Linked DNA regions of Sus scrofa: regions 2 and 3 are each linked to region 1. The links are chromatin contacts, called in public Hi-C and HiChIP or PLAC-seq maps. All regions are on one chromosome and are shown on one strand. Each heading gives the region's core, a stretch centred on a gene start, on an enhancer-like site or on the middle of the called end of the contact. The rest is flanking DNA. Distances are from core to core; before and after follow the strand shown.

What was found. A called contact is a pair of places that touch in the nucleus more often than the background predicts. HiChIP or PLAC-seq counts read pairs in DNA pulled down with a chosen protein or histone mark.
Region 2: a Hi-C map of liver shows a contact between it and region 1, with 1.7 times the contacts expected there. The contact joins the promoter of HSD17B2 here to the enhancer-like site in region 1. A contact is called at or near these places in 3 of 47 Hi-C or Micro-C datasets (blood, embryonic fibroblasts and liver) and 1 of 2 datasets of contacts at active chromatin or transcription factors (alveolar macrophages).
Region 3: an H3K27ac HiChIP or PLAC-seq map of alveolar macrophages shows a contact between it and region 1. The contact joins the promoter of SDR42E1 here to the enhancer-like site in region 1. A contact is called at or near these places in 1 of 5 promoter capture datasets (liver), 4 of 47 Hi-C or Micro-C datasets (alveolar macrophages, liver and skeletal muscle) and 1 of 2 datasets of contacts at active chromatin or transcription factors (alveolar macrophages).

What each region holds. Positions count from the first base shown.
Region 1 is chr6:6,461,040-6,464,903 of Sscrofa11.1, forward strand. PLCG2 (1-phosphatidylinositol 4,5-bisphosphate phosphodiesterase gamma-2) reads right to left here. Exons shown (of 33, transcript XM_021093743.1): 31 at 1-49. Among named protein-coding and RNA genes, the nearest start is that of SDR42E1, 76 kb to the left of the region's middle. Within about 2 kb of position 1,747, at least 5 of the 83 cell types and tissues checked have an H3K27ac peak or open chromatin away from gene starts, as enhancers often do. A contact at or near this core is called in alveolar macrophages and liver, where this site is marked.
Region 2 is chr6:6,358,394-6,362,257 of Sscrofa11.1, forward strand. HSD17B2 (hydroxysteroid 17-beta dehydrogenase 2) reads right to left here and starts at 2,041. Exons shown (of 5, transcript NM_001167649.1): 1 at 1,774-2,041. The coding sequence starts at 2,041. It overlaps LOC110260906 (a long non-coding RNA gene), which reads left to right and starts at 833. Exons shown (of 3, transcript XR_002344481.1): 1 at 833-1,001; 2 at 2,794-2,897.
Region 3 is chr6:6,385,053-6,388,916 of Sscrofa11.1, forward strand. It overlaps SDR42E1 (short-chain dehydrogenase/reductase family 42E member 1), which reads left to right and starts at 2,228. Exons shown (of 4, transcript XM_021093756.1): 1 at 2,228-2,308.

The DNA of each region.
Region 1 (3,864 bases), core at 497-2,996:
AGCTCGATGTCTTCACTGTACCCATTCTTCAGAGGAACAGATCGGTATCCTGCAGATGGGAAAACAACAGAAAGGCAGGCGGTTAAGGGCAGACCTTCACTTTCTTGTAGACCCCAGGGCTCAAAGGCCAGGCTCAAGAGCCAGAGAGGTCAGTGCCCGGGCTGGGGGCTGGCTTCCGGGAAGCCAGAGGTACCCACCCTGACGGTCAGCAAAGGGGCTGCGGAATATACCCGTGACCGACAGGTCCACCCGGAGAAGCGAAGTTACAAATATCTGCCACCTAGAAATGAAAATGATTCACTCAGAAGAAATTAAAACCCACGGAACACTGCACCTTGAATTGAGAGTGACTACAGCTGTGGTTCAACTCTTTCAATACTCCCGAGGCCGAAGACTCAGAGGAGTAATAAATGCCCACATCCATTTCCTCCACTTAGCCCTTTGCACGCGCAGGACAGGGGAGTGTTTCATCTCTAAAGATTTCCAATGGGAAGAAGTCTTCCTGCCCCCTGGCAGCCCACAGCAGTATCGATCATCCTGCTCTAAAAGCCATTCCCTCTTTACAATCAGGACCTGTGTCTGACAGTCATTTAGATGCTTCTTTTGATTTAGCAGCGGGTTGAGAGGGGCCGAGTCCCCCCCACGCCTCCCCATGAAGGAATGCTTAAGGCAGCACATACCAGAGGTTGGTCTGCTTGTTCTGATGCAAGATAATAGCCAAACACAGTTGAAATGCAAGTCTTGCTCCCACCCACTCACAACCCCTTTTCTAGAAGGAACCCTTGTTCATAGTATCTTTCCAAGACAGGCTATGCACACATTCATTTCCCTTAAAAAAAAAAAAATCACAGTACCACTGTAGCTCAGCAGTTAACGAACCCAACTGACTAGTATCCATGAGGACACGGGTTCGATCCCCGGCCTCACTGAGTGGGTTAAGTATCCGGCGTTGCCAGGAACTGTGGTGTTGTTTGCAGACGTGGCGTGGTGTGGCTGTGGCCAGCAGCGACAGTTCCGATTAGACCCCTAGCCTGGGAACTTCCACAGGCCACAGGTGCGCCCAACGAAAAGAGAAAAAAAAAAAAAAAAAAAAAAAAAAAAAAAAGACCCCCCCCCCAAAAAATGATATAATAGACATGAATTTGTAGTCTTAGGATTATCATACTTATGCGCTCGCCAAAGAGATGAAGGAAGCAAACAGACCAAATACTAATTTCATCTACTTAACTCTCTGCCCGCAAATTACACAACTATACTTGCCACACCATCTGGGCTGTGTTTTGTTTTGTTGTTTTTAAACCATTTATACAAAATAATCTACTCTGGCTTAAGTCTTTTTAAAAAATAATTATTTATGTATCTTTTTTGCTTTTTAGGGCTGTTGCTGCAGCATATGGAGGTTCCCAGGCTAGGGGTCGAATCAGAGCTATAGCTGCCGGCCTACACCACAGTGACAGCAATGCAGGATCCAAGCTGCATCCTTGACCTACACCATAGCCCGTTAGGTTACCATGGCTGTGTCTGACTTAGAAGTGGAGATGTGTACCTCGAAGGCTGGTATCGGCACTGTCTCTATGGATTCTCCAGGGCAAGCAAGGCCCCGGTTAGGGCTTTTAGGCTGTTTGCTCTGTGCAGGTCTTGGCTTATTGGATGATGAGTCTTACTTCTCTTAGAGCACATTGGAGTCTGTTGATTTATCGCCTCTACGTGATACCTCCTGAACCTCTCCCTTTGCACTGCTTGTGATGAAACTGGCGTGCTTACATAACCCTCCAACTTTGGTCCTGCCCTCCTCTCGTCGGGTAAGCTGTATTGTTATTTCTCCATCGACATGGTGTGTAATGTTTGCATTCCATGTTGTAACCTTAAATCTCCCACGAGGGGAGGCTAGTTTTTCTGGTATTTAAGCAGCAAAACAGAAAGAATAGGACCCGGCATACATTGCCCCACCACCGCGATCTCAGCATTAACCTTTTACTGTGCTTCGTGCTGCATTCATCCCCCCACCCATCGAGCATGTGTGTGGTACTCACTTCACCTGCCAAGGAAAGATGAAGACTCCTGTATGCATCTTCCTGATGTTAGCATACATTTCATTAACTGGAGCTCACTATTTATTCGGTGTCGTTTTTCTGACTACACACAATGAAACGCGGGCATTTTTTCAGGCACCCAGTGCTCCCCACCTTCCTACTGCCCTCTTCCGTCGATATTTTGGCTGGCTCAGTTTGTCTTCTCTGCTCTGCAGTATGAGCTCATGGGACGTATAATCCCTGGACTGTGCCTGTTTGAACACATCCATCCTTTGATTTTATACTTGAGTGACAGTGTGAGCTGGTATAAAATTCTCAGGTCACACTCTTTTCCCTGGAGGAGCTTGGTGACACTGCTCACCTTGAATTCTGCTGTAGAGAAAGTTTTCTGACTTATCCTCCCCTTACAGGTAGCAGGAATTATGTGATGTGCGTGAAAGATGTGAATGGCCTGTGGGTCTCAGGAAAAGGCAGATTCTGCCTCCAGAGGTCAGGGATGGGGCTGAGCCTCTGCATCGCTGATGAGCCGCGCTGGGGGAAGCTGTCAGCCTAGGTGGTGACCGGCTTCTAGGATGCACAGAAATGCTGAGTGCCGGGTGGGGGTCGGGGGGCCGAGCGCTCCAGGGATTGGGTCCCAGCACTGAGGTGCGGCCCCACACGGCTGCGAGCCCCCGAGTGTGCGGCTGTGAGCTCTGTCCCAGGCCTTGGCTGGAGGCCTCGTTTCCTGTGCCTCCTCTCACTGCCCGAGCCTCGTTAGGAAGGGCAGCCCTTTGTATGTATTAGGATCAGGGCTGAGAGGGGTTTGCCAGCTGGACTAAAGGTAGTTGGATCTCGTTTTTCTTGTTGGTTTTGGTTGTGTCAGAGAGGAAAGGGTAAGAGAGACCTGTTTTGAAACAGGATCTGAATGCTGGCACTTTGCGGAGGAGGGGTGGCCTCTGGCATGGGGTCTGGCACGGGCTGCACAGTAGAAAGAACATGGGGTCTGAAGTCAGACTTGCTGGGGTTGAATCCCAGCTCAGGTCGGACAGGTGTGTGACCTTGAGCTAGTTCATTAAGAGCTGCAGGACCCAAAGTGCTTCCATTAGAAAAGTGGAGATGCTAAGACCCCTTTCACAGGAGTGCTGGGAGGAGTAAAAGAGACAGACTTTGGGGCACCCAGCACAGTCAACACTGTTCTCCTTCTGTGCTGAGCTGCAGCTGGCTTAAAAGCTTAAGCACATGCCTAATGACAATGGGCAGTTTATTTCCAAGTTCCAAAGGCCCCGTGCCTTACACACAGAGGTACTGTTCATTCCACCTCAAGCCTTCCGTGTGCATGTGCCGGAGCAGCAGCAGCAGCGGGGCAGAATACGAGGTCTTACAGGGAGGAGCGCACAGCTGGGGGAGAGGCACATTCTGTACCGTCCTTGAGATGCTGTTCTTTATTTTTTAAATCTCTCCAGGCTGCGTCTTAGCCTCTTCTAGAAGACTAGACACAGTTTGGTGGCTGGGAGGGGCTCCACTGCTCATACCCTGGTCAGGACACGTAAGGGGTGGGGGGACAGAAACAGCACAGCCGCTGGTCTGTGCGGGTGAGGCCAGGAAATGTGTGAGAAACGGGTGGGCACTGTTACCATAAAAAAAAATCGGTCAGAAGCCTGCCTTCTTTGGCTGATCTGAAAGAGGCCAACGGCACGTAAAGTACTGCAGCTAAATAGCTGGGTCTCAGGTAGGTTCCAGGCCGGGCAGGTTCACCCAGACGGTTAGCAAACATCAGGCATCTGGGACCTAACGAATGCGTGTTTGCAGCTGCTATTAAATGAGGAAAATGGTATTTCTAAAGTATTAAAAA
Region 2 (3,864 bases), core at 791-3,290, 100 kb before region 1:
AGCAACGCCGGATCCTTAACCCACTGAGCAAAGCCAGGGATTGAACCCGCAACCTCATGGTTCTTAGTCGGATTTGTTTTCACTGCGCCACGACGGGAACTCCATTTTTTTTTTTACCATGCTTAATTGTTCTGTCTTCTTTCGTGCAAGTGAAAAAGTACAAAACATCAATTTGACCTGGAATTACTCTGGAGACATGGGTGCTTGCTACTACCCTCGGAACAGAAAACTGCATGTTGTTGGTATAGCTTTTCACCCACCCAGCCCCAGAGAATTCAAGTGAAACATTGGAAAACCCAGACAGTCTTCTGGATGCCTAATTCCAGGTGATATCAGACATTCACGTAAACAAACATCCCATGGATCCACTGAATTTTCTATCTTTGAACTGTTTGGGTCCTTTTCTTTTTTTTTTTCATTGAAGAAATTTGTTTTCCGCAGCACTTCAGAACAGCAGCAAGCGCCAACTTGCATCTCGTTTTAAGAGAGAATTTCACTATTGAGTTAAAGTAAAAGGCAAGAGAGACGAGTCACTTTCCAATCCATTTCTCAGGGAATTGGGAAACCCCCTGATTTATTTCCATCCACACTCGCTGTTTGCCTTCTCTCCTGAAGGTCAAGGCCTGCGGGTTGGGGTGGGTGATAACCTCCCCGCAAACGATTCTGCATTTGATGTACTAACCCTGGCAGGACGTTCTGGGTTAGGCTAACACAGGGTAGTCCTAATTAAAGCCCTATCCAAGCTCAAACTTCACAACCAAACAAACCAGTTTTACAACACACGGGAATATAATTTCGCTTCACACTTGCAGCGGAAAAAGAAACACAAAGGAAGGAAAAAGCTGGCAGCTCAGCCCACAAGCAGCCGCCTTCTGTACACACTACCAGCTTGATCCAATTAGGAAACATTAGCGGTCCGGTGACAGATCTGAAAACAAAGGTTCAGAGGAGACACAAGAGTCCTGACAGCAGTTGGGGAAATCACAAAATCTCCAGCCCAGGTGAGTTTCTTTGATATTTAAAAAAATGAAGCAATTATAAGGAGGACTCTTGGCCTCAGAGTTCCCATCGTGGCGCAGTGGTTAACGAATCTGACTGGGAACCATGAGGTTGCCGGTTCGGTCCCTGCCCTTGCTCAGTGGGTTAAGGACCCGGCATTGCCGTGACCTGTGGTGTAGGTTGCAGACGCGGCTCGGATCCCTAGTTGCTGTGGCTCTGGCTCTGGCGTAGGCCGGTGGCTACAGCTCCGATTCGACCCCTAGCCTGGGAATCTCCATATGCCGCGGGAGCGGCCCAAGAAATAGCAAAAAGACAAAAAAAAAAAAAAAAAAAAAAAAAAGAGGACTTGGCCTCATCAGCTGTTTTTTTTGCACATTTAAGGAATAAGAGCCCAAGTCTAGAACATAGCCTGGTATTAATCTCAGGATGAAATTTGGTTTAATCTTTAAAACAAAACCAAAACAACAACAACAACAAAACCGTATGGAACTTTCTTAGTTGCAAACAAACCGCGCAGGCATATTTGTATATATCCGGGGAAATTAACAACATCTGAGGCTTAGGTTTGAGTCCCCTTCCCCTGTCCCTCCCACCACCAGCCCCTCCAAGCGCACATCCTAAAGAAAGCAAACCAAAACAGGGTAGTGAAAGGCACTGGGGAGGGGCTGCATGCCAAGCAGTTTCTTTTTTCAACGGAATTTGAAAAAAATCCCACTAAGGCTCAAGCCCTGCTGAGTCCTGCCCTGAGTGAGAACCGCAATGCCGCCCGCTTACCTGTGATCAGCACCGCCTTTTGATCCACAGGTAAAAACTCTTGGCCAGAAAAGTAAGCATACATGAGAAAACATGACAGGGAGAAGAGGATCAAGCCCCAGAAGAGAGAGAGGCTGAGCAGGCAAGCCCCTCCCCAGAGGCCAGCCAGGCAGACCATCTTTCTGCCCTCCTGCCTGTGGTTCTTCTTGAGTTTGCAAAGAATTACTGCTCCCAGCACTGCCGTGACAGTCAGGCAGAGCCACCCTGTCTCAGAGAAGAACGTGCCCATTCTCAGATTCTCCCTGCACCTCTCCGTGCTCAGGGCCAGCAAGTCAAGTGGGCAAAGGCAGGCTGGAGGCAGCGGGGGTTATATGAACCGGGAGGCAAGGAGGGAGGGGGAGAAAACAGCCCTGGCTCACTTTCAATGAGCATGAATTAAGCATACTCCTACAGCCACATATTTCCTGGTGGGTAATTTAAACCAGTCTGCAGTTTAATGTAAATACCAGAGCACTTCCTATTTGGTTGCTCCCCCTCTACACCCACTGCACACATGACACATACGAACCCATAACAAACACGCATTATTTTTTTAATGACCTCTGGAGAGATAACAGGTTGGGTAATAATTGACAGAATTCAATCTATGTGAACAGTGAATAACAAAACCTCTCACACACAGGAAATCTCTTCTCCGGGAGGCTGTGTTTGCCTGCCTGTTGAGCCCTTTTCCTGACTCACGGGCGGGTGCGTGTGCATGGGTGTGTGTGTCCGTGTGTAAATTCAGGCATCCAGTTTGGAAGGTCAGCTCTGGAAGGAGAAGGCGTCACGGATTTTGTCCTTGACGACCGGACTTTTGCCGCCTCCCACCAGAATCAGCCTGAAGGGTTAGATGCAGAGAGAGTACAGAAGTGAGGGAAGAGATGCTTGGCAGATGGGAAGCGCTCCGGTCCTACCAAAGGAAGGATGTGCCCGGGAGAAATAACGTAATGATGAGAATATGAATAATGGTCACTATCTCTTGGTACTTTTTCATGCCAGCAACCATGTCCAGCCGAGACTGTATTCTCTGCCAGGCTCTGCTCCAGACACTGGCTCTCAACAGTCTTCATGCGCAGTCTCTTTGAACTCTGTGTCCCTATCAGGTAGGTCCTATTATTGTAGCAGTTTTACAGGTGAGGAAACTGAGGCACAGAGACGTTAAGAGACTTGCCCAAGATCACACAGAAGTAGAGACAAGCAGCCTTGTTTCCAAACGACGGCCTGCCTTAGGCAAAAAAATAAAAGACAATTAGTACAGGCGTTCCTGCTGTGGTACATGGGGTTAAGGATCTGGTGATGTCTCTGAGGTGGCTCTGGTTCAATCCCCAGGCTGGGAACTTACATATGCCCCGAGAGCAGCCCCCCCGCCTCCCCAAAACTTAGTACATTATGCACTCACTCTTCCTTACTTCCAAAGCCTCATTTGAACCATGACATATTTCAAAGGATGTTATTATGCACATTTTACAGAAAGGAAAACAGGCTAGAAGAGGATAACTTACTTACATGAGAGTGGTGGGTCCTGACCCACCCTCATGACCTAATGGGCTCAAAAGTCAGCACCCGGAAGCCTCATCTTACTGACCAGCAGTGACAAGGGCGACAGCCCCAAGAGGGCGCTGTCGGGCACCCGGCTGGGAGGGAGGGATGCAGAATTCCGAGGAAGGCTCGTGCTGGCCTATCTGGAGAGGCCAGAGGAGTTCTCCCTCTGAGGGCAGCTGCCCCTATTCTAATCCAGTCTTGGCTCCTGCCACTCACTAACTAGGTTGTCTTGGGCGGGTCCTTCATCTCCCTAAGATCCCATCTCCCCAGCTTTAAAGTAATAAAATTGCCAAGGCAAGGTCCCAAGCACATCCTGCCCCACACGCCAGAAGGAGCCTCGTAAACGCTGGCCGTGTGTGTCTTTCAACCAAGAAAGGAAGAATGAGACGAAGAAAACCAGGCTCCCGGTGGCATACAGACTTGTCCCAAACTATGGCTGCACATGCTGAGGGGTGGGAGGTGGAGGGGAGAGGACTCTGATTATGGATGACAGGAGGTGGCAGCGCTTATCACATAAGAAGGTGGCGC
Region 3 (3,864 bases), core at 978-3,477, 76 kb before region 1:
AGGCCCCATGTTGAACCCAGTGGTAAAACAAATAAAAGAAGGCGGGGTCCCTTGTGAATGTGTGCAGCGGGCCACTTCCCCTTCCCTGTGGCGAGAGTGGGAAGTAAACTTTCATTGCATTAAACCAGTGAGATTTCAGGGCTTACCTATTACAGAAGCTAGCACTGCTTCCCATAAATACATAAACTGTTCAACTCTTTCTGAGATTCTAAAAGTCCAATGGGAGCTGCAGCTTCCAGCCTATACCACAGTCACAGCAACTTGGGATCCAAGCCCCATCTGCAACCTACGCCAGAGCTCAGAGCAATGCGGGATCCTTAACCCACTGTTCAAGGTCAGGGATTGAACCCACATCCTCGTGGATACTAGCCGAGTTCATTTCCGAGGAGCCGCAATGGGAACTCCCTTTCTTCCCTCCCTCCTTCCTTTCCTCCTTTCCCTCCTTTCTCCCTTACTGGCCATCCCATGGCATATGGAGTTCCTGAGCCTGGGATCTTGTCTGAGTCACCCCGTGGATGACTACTAGAGTAGCAGCCTACTGAGTAGGCTGCAGTCACACTGGATCCTTTAACCCACTGTTAAAGGCTGGGAAAGAGAACCTGCGACGTGGCGCTGCAGAGACACCTTTGATGCTGTTGCGCCACAGCAGGAACCCCTAGAGCTATTTTCCACTACTTGAAACCTGAAGAATCTTAACGGATACAATTGCGATGAGAATCTGATGAGCAGGTAGGTGTAGTAAAACCTGGAGTTTGTACATCAGTAAGGAATTATTACTGCAAACCGATTTTTCTGAGATGTATTCACTTTCTGGATGTCTTATTAGGGAAAAAAAACTAAAAAAGTATTCACATGGACTCATACTGCAGTCCATTTCTTTCTTGGGTCATTTCTAAGCGTTCTTGTTTAGACCTCTACAAAATCAACTCGGTAAATTGCAATGGAAACTAAGGAAGTAATTATAAAGTTTATAATTTTCCCTTAAAACTTAAGTGCTTAGATTTTTAAAGAGTCCTCAGCGGCACAAGAATATTAACATTTCAATTTGCCACACTTCTTCTTATGGGCTATCAACATGCAGTAAATTTGGATGTTCCTTAGAGGACCCTGAAATTCCCGGCAAGGAAGTCTGTCTTCCAAAATGCTTCCTCAGAGGGATCTTCCTTGGCTACTGGTCCCAAGAGTATGTTTCTGGTCACTCCACCCCCTCACTAGCTCTCCTCTTTCCCTCTTCTAATCTTTGTGCAAATTGTGGGCAGCCAGAGAAAAGCTATTCCTTAAGACTCCATAGTACAACCATATCTCGGTCTCCCAAGAATTATGGGATCACATAATTAGAATCACTGTATTAGAATCACTGTAAACTGATAGGCAAGATAGACAAGAATCAAGAGAAGAAAGTAGGAGGGAGGCCAACACATTTCGCTTTCCTCACACAGCTTTCATGAATGTTTATATCCCAGGGCTGGAGGTTTTCCTTGTGACCTCAGTGAAGCAGTAAGTGACTTACTTCATACGGGCCTCTTTGAGTCTGAACGTGGTCAGAACAGTATGAGAAGTGAAAACCCCTTCGCTTGACCCACCAAAATGAAATCGTCCACAGCTCTTGGTCAATTCAGGTGTGTGTGTGTGTGTGTGTGTATGCAGAGCCTGCAGCTTTCCATAGAACCAGACTCCTGACCAGGAGACAAAAGATGGGCCTCTCGGAGAGCTTTGAATGGGGATGCCAACAATCCTTTCTACATGGCTTTTAAGTCTGTGCTTCCTGCAGCAACAAAGGCTAATCTTAGCATCACTGTCTGTGCAGTGATCCAAAGAAGTGGAACTAGAAAAATAGGGAAATGGGGATATGGGAAAACATACACGTAAATATAAATGTGGAAACTGAGAGATAAATAGAGATTTTAAAAGATACGTGAATATTCAGGAGTCTGGAGAGCCTCATCCATCCATCCATCTATCCAATCATCCAAGCATTAACTGCTTGAGCTGAGGCCATCCTATTTTAACAAGCACTGTTAAATAGTGTTGGGGGCACATAAAGATGGAAGTGGAAGTCTAAAAACAGAAATTGGAGGTAGGTACCGCAGTAGACGGGCCCTGAAAGGGCGCCCCCGAGGTTGAAACACATGGGTTGGACACGTCGGGGAGGCTCATGGAGTGACCGTGATGCCCCAGTACAGGCGATGGTGGAAGAGAAACCTGCGCATCATAGAGATGCCGAGACCTCCGAGCTTCCTAGAGAGGCCCGGAAGTGGCTCCGGGAGGCCAGTCCGACGGCTCTGGCGCCGAGCGGGGGCGGTGACAGGTAAGAGACGTCTGGGCTGCTTCCCCAGGACGGTCCCGCAGCCGTCGTTGTCTGCTGCCATTGTGAGTGGGCCTGGGTTGGGAGGGCCGCCCCGCTGCGGGACCTGGCCGGGCTGGCGGGGGCGCCCAGGCTCGCACGCGCGTCGGGGGACCACGGAGAGCACACCCCCGCCGCCCTCCGCACTGGTACCTGCGCTGGGTGGCCACTGGTACAGGGCGCGGAAGTGAGTGATGCTGACCTAGATTCCGCCCTTTGTAGTTCCTTCGGATTCCAAGGAGCCAAGCTCAGCTAGGATTTCTAGAATGTCACGAACATCTGCTAGCTTCTGTTTTTCTTTTTCTTTTTAACATGGCAGGCCCCAAGCCCGGAGCTATCAACAGGCACCTATATCTGGCTGGATTTTTTATTTTCATCACACCTTGGGGGGAAAGACTACGTTCTCTTGATGGCAAATAATTCCGGTTTTCCATTTAAGTGGCCATGTAAGGTTCCCATTAAAAACGAACGTACTTATCGATAAAAAGTAAGTGGATGTAAATAAAACACAATAGGTGAATAATAGTTCCGGAGATACCAGGTGTGACAGAAGTTATGAAGGTAGTAAGGGAACACTGCAGTGTACCAGCCCAGCCGGGGGCTCCTACAGACCAGGCTTCAAGTCCTGGGTCCAGCTCAGCCACTGACACCTGCATAGTTTGGGAGCCAGTTTCTATTTTTCTTTTTTATATATTTTCCTAGCTCTATTGAGATATAATTGATGTTTAACACTGTGGAATTTTGAGGTGTACAACGTGATGACTTGATACATGTATATATATTTTGTGAATTGATAACCACACTAAGGTTAGCTAACATCTCCATCCCTCACATAATTATAGTTTTTTTGTGTAGGGCGAGATCTTTAAAGATCTCTTTTAGCAGCTTTCAAGCATGTGATACAGAATTACTGACTGTGGTTGGTCCAGTGCTGTGTATTCGATTCCCCAGATCGCAAATCTGTCTTGTAACTGGAAGCTTAGACCCTTTGACCAACATCTTCTCTTTTCCCTTACCCCCCAGTATCCCTGGCAACCCTACCCCCCAGTTGCTGGCAACCACTATTCTACACTTTATTTCTTTAAGTTCGCCTTTTTTTTTTTTTAAGATTCTTTCTATGTGATACCATGCAATATTTGTCCTTGTCTGATCTATTTCACTTAGCATTATGCCCTCAGGTTCCAGTTGTATTGTCAGTAATGGTATGATTTCCTCCCTTTTTTTTTTTTTTTTTTTGTCTTTTTGCTATTTCTTTGGGCCGCTCCTGCGGCATATGGTGGTTCCCAGGCTAGGGGTCGAATCGGAGCTGTAGCCCTCAGCCTACGCCAGAGCCACAGCAACGCAGGATCCGAGCCGCGTCTGCAACCTACACCACAGCTCATGGCAACGCCGGATCGTTAACCCACTGAGCAAGGGCAGGGACCGAACCCGCCACCTCATGGTTCCTAGTCGGATTCGTTAACCACTGCGCCACAACGGGAACTCCGGATTTCCTCCCATTTTTATGGCGAAATAATATT